Linked DNA regions of Capsicum annuum: region 2 is linked to region 1. A link is a contact called in public Hi-C data. All regions are on one chromosome and are shown on one strand. Each heading gives the region's core, a stretch centred on a gene start, on an enhancer-like site or on the middle of the called end of the contact. The rest is flanking DNA. Distances are from core to core; before and after follow the strand shown.

Region 1 (6,932 bases), core at 3,082-5,581:
ACACAAGCATTGAGCCTATAAGTAAATTACGTAATAAAGAACTCCCAATGGAAGGAAGCCAGGAAAGATCCAAGAACGTAGCAGACCAACCAAAACACACGCCTCTTCTCAAAACCACACACATGTATCAAGAAAAATGCAAGCACATAGAAAAAGAAGCCTAATGACCTCAGTTTATCATTCCAGACCTAGGAGTTGCAAATGTTTCAATGACTTTATTATTAGAATAAACTGCAATGTGATTCAAAAAGGAAAAGAACTTTCACTGAAGGCCATTTATCAACTGAACAAAGAAGTAGCATGAATCATCCTACCAGTTAAAATAACATCTCCACGGAGAAGGGTCATGATAGAACTTATGTAGCTAATCAAATATGGGATCTTAAATATCATATCTCTTGTTGAGCCTTTTTGCCGAAGTTCTCCATCAACCTGCAGAGTAGGCAGATCATTATCAGCTGCAATTGCGAAGACCAACATCAAGCAGGCAACAAGAAAAATAATCACCTTCAGCCACAATTCTCTGTCATGTGGATCTGGCACCATCGACTGTGGTAACTGCAAGGGAAAAAGGGAAAGATGACCATAAAATAATCTCAAACATGATAAATATTCTCCCTCCGTTTCACAATAAGTGAATTGTTGGAGCAATTTTAGTGTTTCAAAATAAGTGAATGGTTCACAATTCAAGGTAAATGTTGGAAATTTTTTCCAAATTTACCCTCCATTAAATGTGCATTGGGAGTGATATATCATGTGTCTTTGCTTTTTGAAGAGGGTAAAAATGGAAAAACATGATAAATTTATGTTTTTGCTTTTTCTTCTAAACATGTGTGCCAAAATCCAACAATTAACTTATTGTGGAACGGAGGGAGTACTGTCTAACTTTAGGGGAAAAACAAAGAAAAATGATAACCAATAGATGGCATAGCAAAACTTCTTACAACTGAGCTAATAGGAGTGAATGTGTCTTGGCCTTTAGCAACAGTCCATGGCAGACCTGCAGACTGTCAGTTTGAATTGGTAAAAGTTGGTATCGCCATCCTTAGTATGACAATGAAGGTCAAATAGTAATAATTGAAGAATAGAAGTAAATACCACAAATGGTCATGGCTATTCAAAATATATGATGCAAAGGAATTCAAACCTTTGCTGTAGCTTGGATCTCCCTCGCAGTCATATCCAAAGCAAGTGCATAGCCTGAAAAAAAGAATTTCCAGCCACCTGACTCAAGTCCACATATTTGTTGGGACAAACAATATAATGCAGGCTCAGAAGAAAAGCGAATGGATGAATAGGTCTAAAGAACGGAGACACAGAAAGAACGAAAAACAATCCCCAAAAAGATTAACCTGGTTTTGCTGTTCCACTGCTTCCATTTTTGAAAACAAAAAGGGTATCCCATAAAATCAACGGACATAGCTAAATAAGCTACTTGAATAGGACCTAAGCCAAGGAACAGCAACCCAAAATTGTAAAGGTGGTATTTATGGAGGTCTTAAATCTATTGCCCAAGAAGTGGCTGATAGCTACCCACACAGATTGGCTGATGTTCGCAACGATCGCAATGTCTGGGCAAGCCTCAACTTGATTTTGTGCTCAAACATAGATAAAACTCTCAAAAAGCAGCCAATGCTCTGCAACGTTCTGTGGCACTGGGTGGAATGTGAAAATTCTCCAACAAAGAAGGAACAGGAAAATAAGCAAGCAAACCGAATTGAATCCAGATTATTACTTCTAATCAATTTCAATCAAAGCCTTGTTGCCCAACAATCTAACTCGTGCAACTTGAGCATCGAAAATCATTTATTGTAGCCTGTAGTTGTAGTATTCAAGAACAGCACTTGCCTTTCATGGGCTTTACTTGGGCAGCCCTTAATGTCCTCGCCCTAATGACTCGATGTTCATATCTAGTTTCTTGTAAGACCAATAACATGGTGGAACAATCGTTCCTAATCGTCCACAGTGCCACTTAGACACGTTACTTCCTCAAATAGGAAATGAGCTTGTCCCCTGTACAGGTCAATCGGTCGTCCCTGTACAGACTATACGCTTGTACCTGTACAGGTCATAGAATCATCCTGTATGACTGAAATGATCTTCCATACACAATATTTGCTTCACAAAGTAAAATTCACAACTCAACTGTGACTTCAGCGCTTCCTTCCCTTTCCAGATCTCCATTTCAGCGATTCTTTCTAAAAATCCAAGCTCCTAACTATATACTCTAATTTTAAGAGTGTGGGACAAAGCATGGAAAAAAGAAACAGCTTGTTCACTGACTTAACTCAACTCCACACAAGAGCCTTCTGGGTCTTCAGCTTACAAAGAACTATGAGACTGATCAAAGAATAATGTCAAGGAGGTGGTAGGAACTGATGTAATGAAACAAGGGTTAAGAAAGGAGGTTGACTGCGGTGTACTATTACATTATAATATTAACAGTAGTAGATCTATGATAGAGGTTTAAACTGGTTCACTGTGGGGGCCTTTCACCAATAGGTGATATGGCAAGAGATGAAATGGAGATCACCACTAAAAAGGAGGATTCCTTTTCTTTAGATTTTCAGGGTAATAAGAACCTTTATACACCCAATATCATGCACGCCATCTATTTATAACCTCAAACCAGTGAATAGTGAAAAAGCTACACTGAGTAGTGCAATTGATAGGTCAGGGGCGCAACATTTTATCTGAGCACTAATTAAAGGCTTGTCAAAGATCTCCAACCAAGAGGCAAGTCAATATCCCTAGAGCTTTCTTTTATCTTTGGGATTGGTAAAGAATTTATGCTGATATCTACCAAGAGAAGACAAACACATCATTCAGTAACACCAATTCAGTACACCCCCGAAACAAAAACTTAGCATCAGAAGAATTAACGTCATTTTCATTGGCGGAAGCACTCTAATTCTCAAGTATTTTCTTTATAAATTAAAATGCAAGTCAAAAGAAAGCTCACAGTAGTAACTTCCTCCAATGTGTAATGCTTTAATAGTTTAGAGAGTAGAGACCATTGAAAAGAGAAAATGAGAACCATGATAGCAGATCAACATCATATTGTAGCCTAATAATGCATTGGATGTCAAAAATTGCACAGATCAACAAACAATAGAGGCACTTTCTTCCTTTTATTAGCTACAATAACAATTAGATATGCATTATATCAAACAAGATTAGAGAGCTAGACTTGCAAAATAAAGTCAAATTCCATTCAAGTTATCAACCTTAATAATCAAAATACAAAATCGAGCAAACAAGGCTTGCCAAATTTGGGAAATGTATGGTATGTTGCATCAAATGCTAAAATAATACCTCCAACATAGTCCATAGCAGTGGCTTCAGGTACATCCCTAGCTCTTTGGTTGATGACAACTGCCAACTCCACCTCGTGATCCAGTGATTCCAATGGATGAGGAACTTCGATTGTCCCTCCATTCTCTAAATACGATGATGTGGGCTTCATAAACAACACCGGCTCCTTCAAAATTAAATCAACATTACACTTTTTAAAAACATAGAATATCACCTTAGAGCCTAGAGGTTGTTTGTATGGGGGATGGATAGACAAAGTTATCCCATGTACCGGATATCTCATGGGATTAGATATATATGGGATAATTTATCTCACCATTGATAGTGCAAATGGCGGAATAACTAATCCCGGGACTAAAACCAGATGCAGGATAAAGTAATCCTACATTTTATCCCAGGATTATTATCCCTTACCCCTTGTACCAAACAACCCTTAAAGCATCAGTTACAGACATGTTCATCAAATACAATGTCGTCAGATAGTCAGATTCATGAACCACTGGCTCCTTCGTAAGTTAAATCACACTACACTTACAGATCACCCAGACATTCGGTAAGAAATATCAATCAACGACGAGTCAGAGAGGGAGAATAACCTTAGGCACGGCGTTGCCGAGTTCTTTGGCGTGAGCGGCGTAGTTACGACCGACGGCAATGATCTTACTGCCGACGCTGAGTAGATTCTGATGTTCTGCCGTTGCGGCGCCGGAGGTGGTCATGTTCCTTGATGAAAATGATTTTGAGATTGCTTTACCGCCACAGCGCACTACGTTTCGAGCAACGGTGAATGTTTGAATTTTCGCATACATAGTATTGTGTATATATATATATGTGTGTGTTTTTGAAAAGTCCGTGCCAACTCTGCACGAAATGGAAATAACCAACAATGTCGAGTAGAAGAAGAGAAATTCTTCTTTGCTGCTGCTGCTTTTCCAAAAATTTGGTTTCCTGGGAACTGTCCTTGAAGCTTGATGTACCACTGGTTAAGCACAACATTTTGTTTAGGCAAAATCCATCGCCAGGCCCTTGAGCACGCGTCATCTTAGACGTCCCTCACTTTTGCCACTTCAAGTAGTCATAAAGTGTATCATTTTAACATCTTTTGCTGAGATGGCAAGATGCGTATATTACACCTCCATAAAAGCGCGTGAAAACCCTTTTTTGACTAATATGGCGCCCAATTTGGCCCACCAAAAGTATATTAACTTATTTTCATTAATTTATACTTTTTTTTCTTATTTCTATCCATTATTTTTGTCAATCTTAAGTTTATTTAATGATGAAAATTATTGAAAAAAATTTTAAAATTCAATACACATTTAGAAGTTCGTCTTGCCAAAAATAATATATTAACTCAACACCCATTAATTTATACTTCTCTCACATTTTTATCCGTTATTTTTATCAATCTTAATTTATTTAACGATAAGAATTATTGAGTGAAATTTATATACGCATTTAAAGGTTCGTGAAGATTAAATAATAAGTACCTTTTTTTTAATCATTAAGGGCAAAATTGATGAAGAAAAATAAAAAATAAGCAACATCAACGAAGAAAAATTAAAAATCAAACAAAATAGATGAAGAAAAATTGAAAAATAAAGCTAAATCAGTGAAGAAAAATTGAAATAAAACAAAATCAATAAAAAAAATTAAAATCGAAGTATAAAAATCAAGAAAAATCAGTGAAGAAAAATTGAAAATCGATGAAAAATTAAAAAATAAAGCTAAATTCGTGAAGAAAATTGAAATCAAACAAAATCAATTAAAAAAACTAAAAATTGAAGAAAAATAGATGAAGCAAATCTGAAAAAAAAATTCGAATCAAAATCGATGAAAAAAAATTAAAGATGACTAAGGTGCGGGTGCGGGTGGGGGGTGGGGGGTGGGGGGTCCCCCTTTGAAAAAGATAAAGAGGGGAAGAAGACTGACAGGATGAGTGGGCTATTTGATGAAAAAATTGATGGGGGAGGGGGTGGGATGGGGGAGGGGTGGTGGGTGGGGGGAGGGATGTTTGAAGAAGAAGAATGGTGGGGTGAGTGGGGTGTTTGAAGAAGAAGACTAGTGGGGTGGGTAGGTTAGGGGAGGGGGAGGGGATATTTTTTTATTTAAATTAATTATTTATAAATTATTTGGATAAAAATGACACATGTCTACATTTTATTCGTCATTTTTCAGCTCATCAACGTGTGTAACACACACACATAGTATTATTTTGTTAACTCAACAAAAGGTGCCAAAATGACACACTTTATAGTTACTTGAGATGCTAAAAGTGAGCAACGTTTACTTGAGGTGTCTAAGTGAAAGATCGCGCGTACTTAAGGGGTCTGACGACTGGTTAGGCCTTTTGTTTATTATGGAGAAGATCTCTTTATAATTGACAAGGGTCAAAATGTCTTTATAATGGAAAAGGGTCAAAATGTCTTTAAACTAATATGAAATATAACAAAAATGTATTGCGTTTAAAGTTCGGTCTAAAATTGCCCCTATTATTAGCGGCACATTGATCAATTTCGAATTGAACCTCATACATAAGATGTTCAATTTAATTTAATTAAACCACTAAACCTTTCTTTTTAAATACATTATTTTTCTAATAAAAATATTGCAACCCATTATTAATTTTCATATATCTAAGATAATAGTAATCCCTCATTAATTCTTAAAATTATTTTTCCTAATAAAATAGAAAATGTTTTATTTCTTACCATTTTCCAAATTGAAGAAGGATAAACATTTACTAATATAATCCTTGATTATAAAGTTAAGATACAACAATCATTCTGCCATAAAGCACGAAAATTTATACATCACTTCAAATCATAAAATATCTTTAAAATTTCATCGATAAAATTATTATTGATCATTTTTTTACATTAACTTTAAAATCAAGGAATATATTAGCAAATATTTATCCTACTTCAATTCGGAAAAGATGAAGAAATGAAAAATATTTTGTATTTTATTAGGCATTTTTAAAATGTTATTTAAATGAAAATTAATAAAGAGGTTGTCATAATCTTATCTACATGACCCGTGTTATCATCAGTTTAAAAAGTATATAAGGTAATTCTATTCTAACTGATAAAAGGAGCTAAAGAAGAAAAAAACTATTTTCAACTTTTATATTAGCTAAAAAAGTTAAAAAGATTTTTTTTGTTAAAATATCCTTTAAAACTAGGGGTGGGCATTCGATATTCGGTTTGGTATTTTCAAAATTTGGATTCGAAAATTCGGTAATCGGTATTTGAACATAGATACCACATATCATACTTATAAACATCGGTTCGGTAATCGGTAAATTAAATTTCTGTTCGGTACGGTATTTGGTAATACCATATTAAAGTTGGACATGTACAAATGCACGTTTAAACTTCAAAGAGTATATTTAATAAAAAATCTATTTAGTATTTTTTTGTTGCTTTTTACGAATATATTATCAAGGTCCAAAAGATTCTTTGGGATGTCTAATACTATTGTCTATTGGATATATATATATACACACACACTAGTTTAGGTGTACTCGCTTTGCGCGTGTACCTCACTTTAATGAGTTCAAACATTATACTAAATAAGATATTTGTTTAAATAATAAAAATGAATATAATAATTAA
Region 2 (6,932 bases), core at 1,828-4,327, 46 kb after region 1:
GCAGGAAGCTTTGTTGAAAGGAAGCCAGAGGTGACTTCCATGGAGAACATAACCAAGAAACGGGACGCATTCCCTGAAAATAAACTTAAATATCAAAATCTGTAAGATTTGAAGGAGGCACACAACTATGTTTCAGATATTTAAGCATTGTATCCCTCATATTGCAAAAGCGTCAGCAATTATAAACGACAGAGGTTTCAGTAAGACTTGCATAATAGAGCCATTTTTGGCAGAGCACCACAATGCCAGATATAGAATGTTTTGACCAGAGAAGCAGGTAGTCTTTTTTTCTTCTATAATGTTGGAGAAGATCTTGATGAAAAAGGATCAGCTATCGATTTCGATTAAATAAATTGCAAATCTCTAGGTGATATCCAAAATTCTTACCTATAACTTATCAGCACAAATAAGAGCGACTCAAAACCTTCAATATCCATTTATTTTACAAATTATTAACCAATCCAAATAGGTGATTGGAATATCTCCAATTATTGTAGTACTCATAAATTAACATCCACTTTGGGTCGAATGCATCATCAAACTCACGTACCAGGATAATGCAGTAGATCTGGATCTCCAACAAAAACAACGGACTTATTCCCGTCTCTAGTAAAAATGAATCCGTCCTCACTTCCTTGATCCATAATAACAAAAGGAGGGAGATTAATTAGTGGAGGATCATTGATAGCTTCCACCAATATAGGAATATCTAAACTGTTCTTCCCATTTTTGTTCATCGTAGAGACTTGAATTGTATCAGTGCCGTAGAAGTCTTCATTTCTGATTCAAAGAAACATAAGAGACTTGCTAACATAACACATTTAATCCTACTGAAAAGTTATTAGTCATACTCAGCAGATACTAGACGTCTATGTTCATGTTAGCAAAAGAATATTCCAGCTCTATCAGTAACTGATTCATTAGCAATGAAAGGCTAGCACAACATTATTTTCTTCTGAACTGGTGCTCTATCAAAAGCTAATCTCAAAGTAACACCTTCAAAATATAGCAATTCCCAAACATACACTTTTATTTTCACCTACCATGTTGCTTTGTGAATATAGTGCTATTAAGAGAAAAAAAATCATTTTTACTAAAATATGATATTCCAATCTAGCTTTGATCATAATATTAATTCCTAAACTAATATGTTTATTTTGACCCATCATTCTTCTGAACTGTTTACTTGTTCTTTCGATATCTTCTGCTAAGAGCCTACCACACATTCTTTACCACACACACGCAATTCTAACATTATTTGTGCAATAAGCATACACTTTCAAAGTGAATATCTCAAAAGTTCAATGAACTACGAGAAATTATCTAGTAAAGTCATCGAACTTTACTTTAAATCAATAAATCACTCAATTTAAGATTTTTACTCTCTATGATCCTCAACTTAATGCTTTTCAACAACATCAACAACAAACCCAGTTTATTCCCACCTTTATTTTCTAAAATCACTCAACTTAAGGTTTTGATCTTCTAAAATCACTCAAGTACATCTATCATAAAAAAAATAACATGGCAAAAAGAATTATTTTTATTCCATGTAAACATGAACCCCACATTAAAGAATCTCCAGCTTAATATTGTTAATACCTGATCCACCCACAAATTGGATTTCATCTACAACTAAAACCATATTTCCCTGTCATTAAGCTTAATGTCCACTCTTCTCCTTTTTTTTGATTTCTGCCTGTGGCCTAAAATGGACATTAGCTAAATAAACTTGTCTTTGCTCATGTTTATGACTTAATTTCTCCTAAAAGTAGTCATTCTTTGTCTTAAAATGTGATTTGAGATCTTTTAATATCTATTCTATTTATCTGAGGTACACCGTAGCGTTTTATTTCTTTCTGGAAACTTGACCTTGCTAATTAAGTGATGACATTCTTGAGAATTGTACATCATCAGTACTGTTATTTGAGAAACTTCACATAGGTGCACTGACACATAAGCGGGAGATTAAGCTTAGTGAGAAATAGAGTTTTCATCTTCAATGAAACTCAATATGAGGGTGGATCGGGTAAAAAATAATAAGGACTATATTCTTTGACACCGGTTCATGTTTATATGGCGTAAAAACATACTCCCCCGTCCTATTTTATGTGCCATCATTTTTTTTTTATTCGTCCCCAAAAAAATGTCACTTTTCCTTATTTAGTAACTATTTAAACATACAATTCTATCTTTATCCTTATTGATTCCACTTATAAAACCCCACTTAATTAAAAATAAGAATAATACATTATTTTAATAAAGCACAATTTAATAAAAAGCATCAAGTCCAGTCAAACTATGACACATACGAGGGAGTATTTATTTTCAAATATCATCTTTTTTTAATGATAAATGCAATTGAGTGATATTAGAAAATAAAGTCTTAAGTTGAATGTCTATATTGACAAAGAGCTAAGTTCAACGACATTGCTACATAATTTCTCATAGTTCAATGACCTTTTGAGATATTAACTCTACACTTTCATTGTGGTTTTGAACACTCCAATTATAAATGTGCTTAAGTTCTCACTCAAATTTTGGAAGAACTGATGTTATTTGCGATTAGAGTTTAGTTCCAGAAACTTTCAGCGAAAGACATGTAAAAAACAAAAACAAAAAGAGCAACACATGAACAATATGAGGTAAAGAAGACCTAAAATCGGGAGAAGGGTTCCATGAATCATGAGGGATTAGATCATGTGGAGTGGGCGCCTAAGTTAGGGGAACTGTGAAAAAAGAATGAAGTGCTATATATAACATATTATAGTACTTTTTTTTGTTGACCTGATAGGTGACTGGAAGTGTAATTTGGGGTATTATTTTGAAAGGAGATTTAATTGGGGAGTGATTTTTGGAATAGTGTTGGTGGAATAAAGATTCCCTTCTATGCATACACAAGGATGACTTCCCATCTAGAAATGGACACACTTAGAAGCAAATAATAACCAGCTTACTAACTTCCGAAGAGAAACAAATTTATCTCAAAAATAAATGGTGAGAATTTAGGTGCAAATAGTCATACCCAAAATACTGCAGCGACTGTATGGCAAAATTGATTTCTTCAACACAACCAGTTAATGTTAATTCGGTAGTATTTCCAACCTCCTTGGACGTAGAAGAAATACTCCAGGCTGGCTTCCAGAATTGCATCAGCATAGGAGACAGAAAAACAATCCCAGATTGTGCACTAAATGTAATGCTGATATTTTCAGTTGAATCTGAATACATAATCTCAAGTCCAGAGAAACCACTGCATCCAGTTAGCAGATCAGATTACAAACTCTTAGATGCCAAAGCAACATGAAATCTTGACTAGAACTTTACCCAAATCTCGGACTAATAACATCTTCAGTTGCCAACAATTGACTTGGTACTGAAACGACCTGAGGAGGGATGCTTAGCACAGATATATCCACACCACCAGAGGCAATGTTTCCATTCACGTCACATATTGTATAAGAGAAAGAATCCCTCCCATTGAATCCTTTGAAGGGCGTATATCTAAAGAGATGCCCATATTGAAGAATTGAACCATGACCTGGCTGTTCACAGAAATTCAATTGAGTACAACTTTTCACGAAGACAACCAAAAAAGGAAAGGAAAAAATAAACACACAGTCTAAATTGTGTTACGAAAAAACTTGATCAGCTGTAGATGGACTATATGATAACCTGTACAAGAAAAAATGCCTAGACGCATTTTTTTATACACCTATGGTATATATATATATTCTTTCAGTTGTGTAATGACAGTACACCAACCTTTGAAAATTCAACAATTGTGATGTTATGGCCAGCAAAATAGTCATTTTCTAGTGCATCAAAAGCAATTGAATCATCCTCCCAGACCCAGACCGAATCATTCTGTACTCTAGGGAAATACTCACCTGAAGGGCAGAAGAAAGCCTTGTGTCAGATGAAGTCAGGTCGTGACAAGCAAGAAATTACCAATTTAATGGCCATGTAGTTGAATGATTAAGGTAGCAGAGCTCCACATTATAACAAGATTCATTTTATCTTACCATTCCATCTAAGAATTTCATTTTCAGTTTCAGAAAAAAACTCACTAGTGTATACATTCACACCAAAGGGGCATGGCGTGAAATGCATTCCATCAAAAGAGGCACATAACTCATAGGTGCCAACATCCGTTGCCTGGTAGTTTCCACTATACGTGCCATCCTTATTATCACTAAAATTCCCAATTAAAAAAACCGATCTGTTAACTGAACCAATCTCCAACTTTAACCTTGACTGCTGTAAGGAGACTGGATTAGAATATGAATCCATGAGTTGAACAGTGATCTCATTCTTTGTCAGCTTTGGTACTTTTGGACTGAATTTCACAGGTCCTGAAAGAGATATATTAACTTTGCCTGCACCAAAGCAATAGAACATCAGAAAAACTTGAGAATCTGCAGATCCATGCATATCCTCAATAAAATTAAAAAAATCAATATAAGATAGATACAAATGTTTGGCTGGACAGATATTGTTTTGCGGCTTTTTTCAAATAATTCACAAGCTACAAGCTGTGAAATTAAGACTAATTCTAGCCAAATAAAAAGTTCTGATTTGGTTACCATCTCTTCGTATCAACAAGAAAGCACTCCTTTACTAGTTTAACTCCTACAGCAATTTCATGAATGTGCATAAAGAGTAAAGAGCATAAACATGCACCTGCACTTACTGCCTTTCTGAATGGATGACCCCCATTTAATGGAATATTTCCACAAAATACACGAATTTCATAGATACCGCTCCTCTCTGGTATATAACTAACATCAAAGGCATTAAATCTCATGTTTCTCGGCTGCAACCAAACATTAACAATCAGTTCCATCTATTCTAAAGCCTAACAAAAAGAAAAAAAAGGGCAGCCGCTGCACTAAAACTACCGCTATGCGCGGTGTCCGGAGAAAGGCCCTGCCACAAGGGTGTATCGTACGCAGCCTTACCTTGCATTTTTGGCAGAGGCTGTTTCCAAGGGTTGAACCCGCGACCTCCTGGTCACATGGCAGCAACTTTACCAGTTACTCCAAGGCTCCCCTTCTAAAGCCTAACAAAAAGAACACTAAAAAATCTTTACATCAAGGTTTGCATCAGCCAGAGGAGTAAAAGCAAGTTCCACATCATTAAGTGCACTGCAATTCAAATTCGAACCACATGCAGTTCCTATTATAGAGAGGCAAAAAATCAAAAAATTGTCAAGGTAAGTGTATCCTATTTACCAAAAAAATGAATTCAAATTTTCATACCATTGACCACCCTCATTGGGTGTATGCTTGCTTGTGCATGATAAGAATCGAATTCCTTCACTACTTGTACTTGCAGGCTTTCTATCTCAACAAGTGAAGGATATAGATAAGCATCCCTCAATAAGACAGAGAACCTTGCAGTTTCACCAGCAACAGAGTCATTTAGACCCGACCCATTAACAATACTATTCATTCCATCACAATAACCTATAAAATTTGAAATAGTAGATCAGAAGCTAAATACTGGAAATGTACCTACTCTGATGCATAGCTTCATACGCAGAAGGAATATTAAGATGATAAAGTATCAGAAGGTAACTGCAGCAGAACAAGCTACTTATTGCATTAGCAAGCAGTTAAGAGTTCAATCTGGTACCCCGAAGAGGTAGGGAGGCTTTGCTTTTCTGAAATATTCTATCCCTAATTTGAGACTATTCACAATGTTACCTGCTAATGGAACCTTCGACATAATTTCTTTTCAGTGAGAAGTTCCTTTGATTCTAAAATCTAATCATACGTGAACTGCTAAAGTGCTAACCATGTGACACATAAGCAACTGAAAGAAATAACTCCATAGATACCTAAGCTAATAGACATAAACATAACGCGCACAACAACCAAAATTTAGAACATTTTGTTGATATGAGAGGGATAATAAGCATAATGGAATGAAACCAAGAAATGTAAGTGGCAGCAAAAGCAGTCGCTAAAGTACCTATATACACAGTAAAATGAAACGGCATTGTTGAGATGGAATTATTCTGCTCTTTGTGATATATCATAAGTTTGAAGTCCCCTGGTTCCTTTAGGCTGAAGGAGAACAACTGGATACCCAGGCCGACCTGCCTGAATTGCATATCTGTCACAGGAATAATCAAATCTGTCCCATTTTCAATAACTTCAACATCAAATTCATACAACCCTGGAACAAGATTTCCATATTGATCGTGCTGGTGGATAAAACCTTCTACAAGAGAAAATATTTGGAAGTATTTTGTTTCAAGTTCCCACTGCAACAAACATTTTGAAACATCCAGAGATCCTGCAAGATGAACCTAAGAACCTGTTAATATCCAAAAGAAGCACTCACTACAGAAAAGGGCAACAGAAGTATTCATCAAAAGTTTATAAAAAGATGGAGCGAAATCACTTTTTTATTAAAGGACAAATAAGATTCAGAGTCGAACGAAAGAAAATAGAAGAAAAATCAATTACAACTTTATCAATGTGCCAGCATCCTTTGATAAGTGTTGAAGAGAATTTCTAATAACAACAACAACAAATCCATTGTATTCCCACCAAGTGAGGTCGGGGGTTAAAATGTACGCAGTCCATACCGCTACCTCCGAAGAAGTAGCGGTACTATGAACATTGTTGCTAGAACTATAAGACAAAAAAATATCATCAGCCTTATGCTTAGATGACTCACCTGGGTTCACTATGAACATTAGTGGACAACCACTCAATGTTTGGTTGTCTCCTTCTATATTAAGGAAAAGACTTCCAGCTGTAGCTACAACAAACTCCGCCACAAGATAACCAAATACATCCCATCCTTTATTGGTGAAATTGAGCATAGCTGCAATGGAACCATTGAAAGTAGATATAGATGATGTAAAGTTGTAAGTGTTCAGTCCTTCATGACTTGCAGAAGATATATTATTCCCAAAT

Evidence for each region. A called contact is a pair of places that touch in the nucleus more often than the background predicts.
Region 2: a contact with region 1 is called in a Hi-C map of leaf, with 1.7 times the contacts expected there. The contact joins the enhancer-like site here to the promoter of LOC107879874 in region 1. A contact is called at or near these places in 4 of 5 Hi-C or Micro-C datasets (bud, leaf and placenta).

Annotation. Positions count from the first base shown.
Region 1 is chr1:137,660,245-137,667,176 of UCD10Xv1.1, forward strand. LOC107879874 (probable acylpyruvase FAHD1, mitochondrial) reads right to left here and starts at 4,332. Exons shown (of 7, transcript XM_016726808.2): 1 at 3,912-4,332; 2 at 3,316-3,481; 3 at 1,148-1,200; 4 at 945-1,007; 5 at 508-558; 6 at 315-432. The coding sequence starts at 4,124.
Region 2 is chr1:137,707,189-137,714,120 of UCD10Xv1.1, forward strand. It overlaps LOC107879851 (protein GAMETE EXPRESSED 2), which reads right to left. Exons shown (of 17, transcript XM_047407607.1): 3 at 6,691-6,932; 4 at 5,977-6,303; 5 at 5,262-5,468; 6 at 5,093-5,178; 7 at 4,684-4,816; 8 at 4,071-4,379; 9 at 3,766-3,890; 10 at 3,328-3,545; 11 at 3,026-3,253; 12 at 551-780; 13 at 1-73. Among protein-coding and RNA genes, the nearest start is that of LOC107879851, 4.7 kb to the right of the region's middle. Within about 2 kb of position 3,078, at least 2 of the 5 cell types and tissues checked have an H3K27ac peak or open chromatin away from gene starts, as enhancers often do. A contact at or near this core is called in bud and leaf, where this site is marked.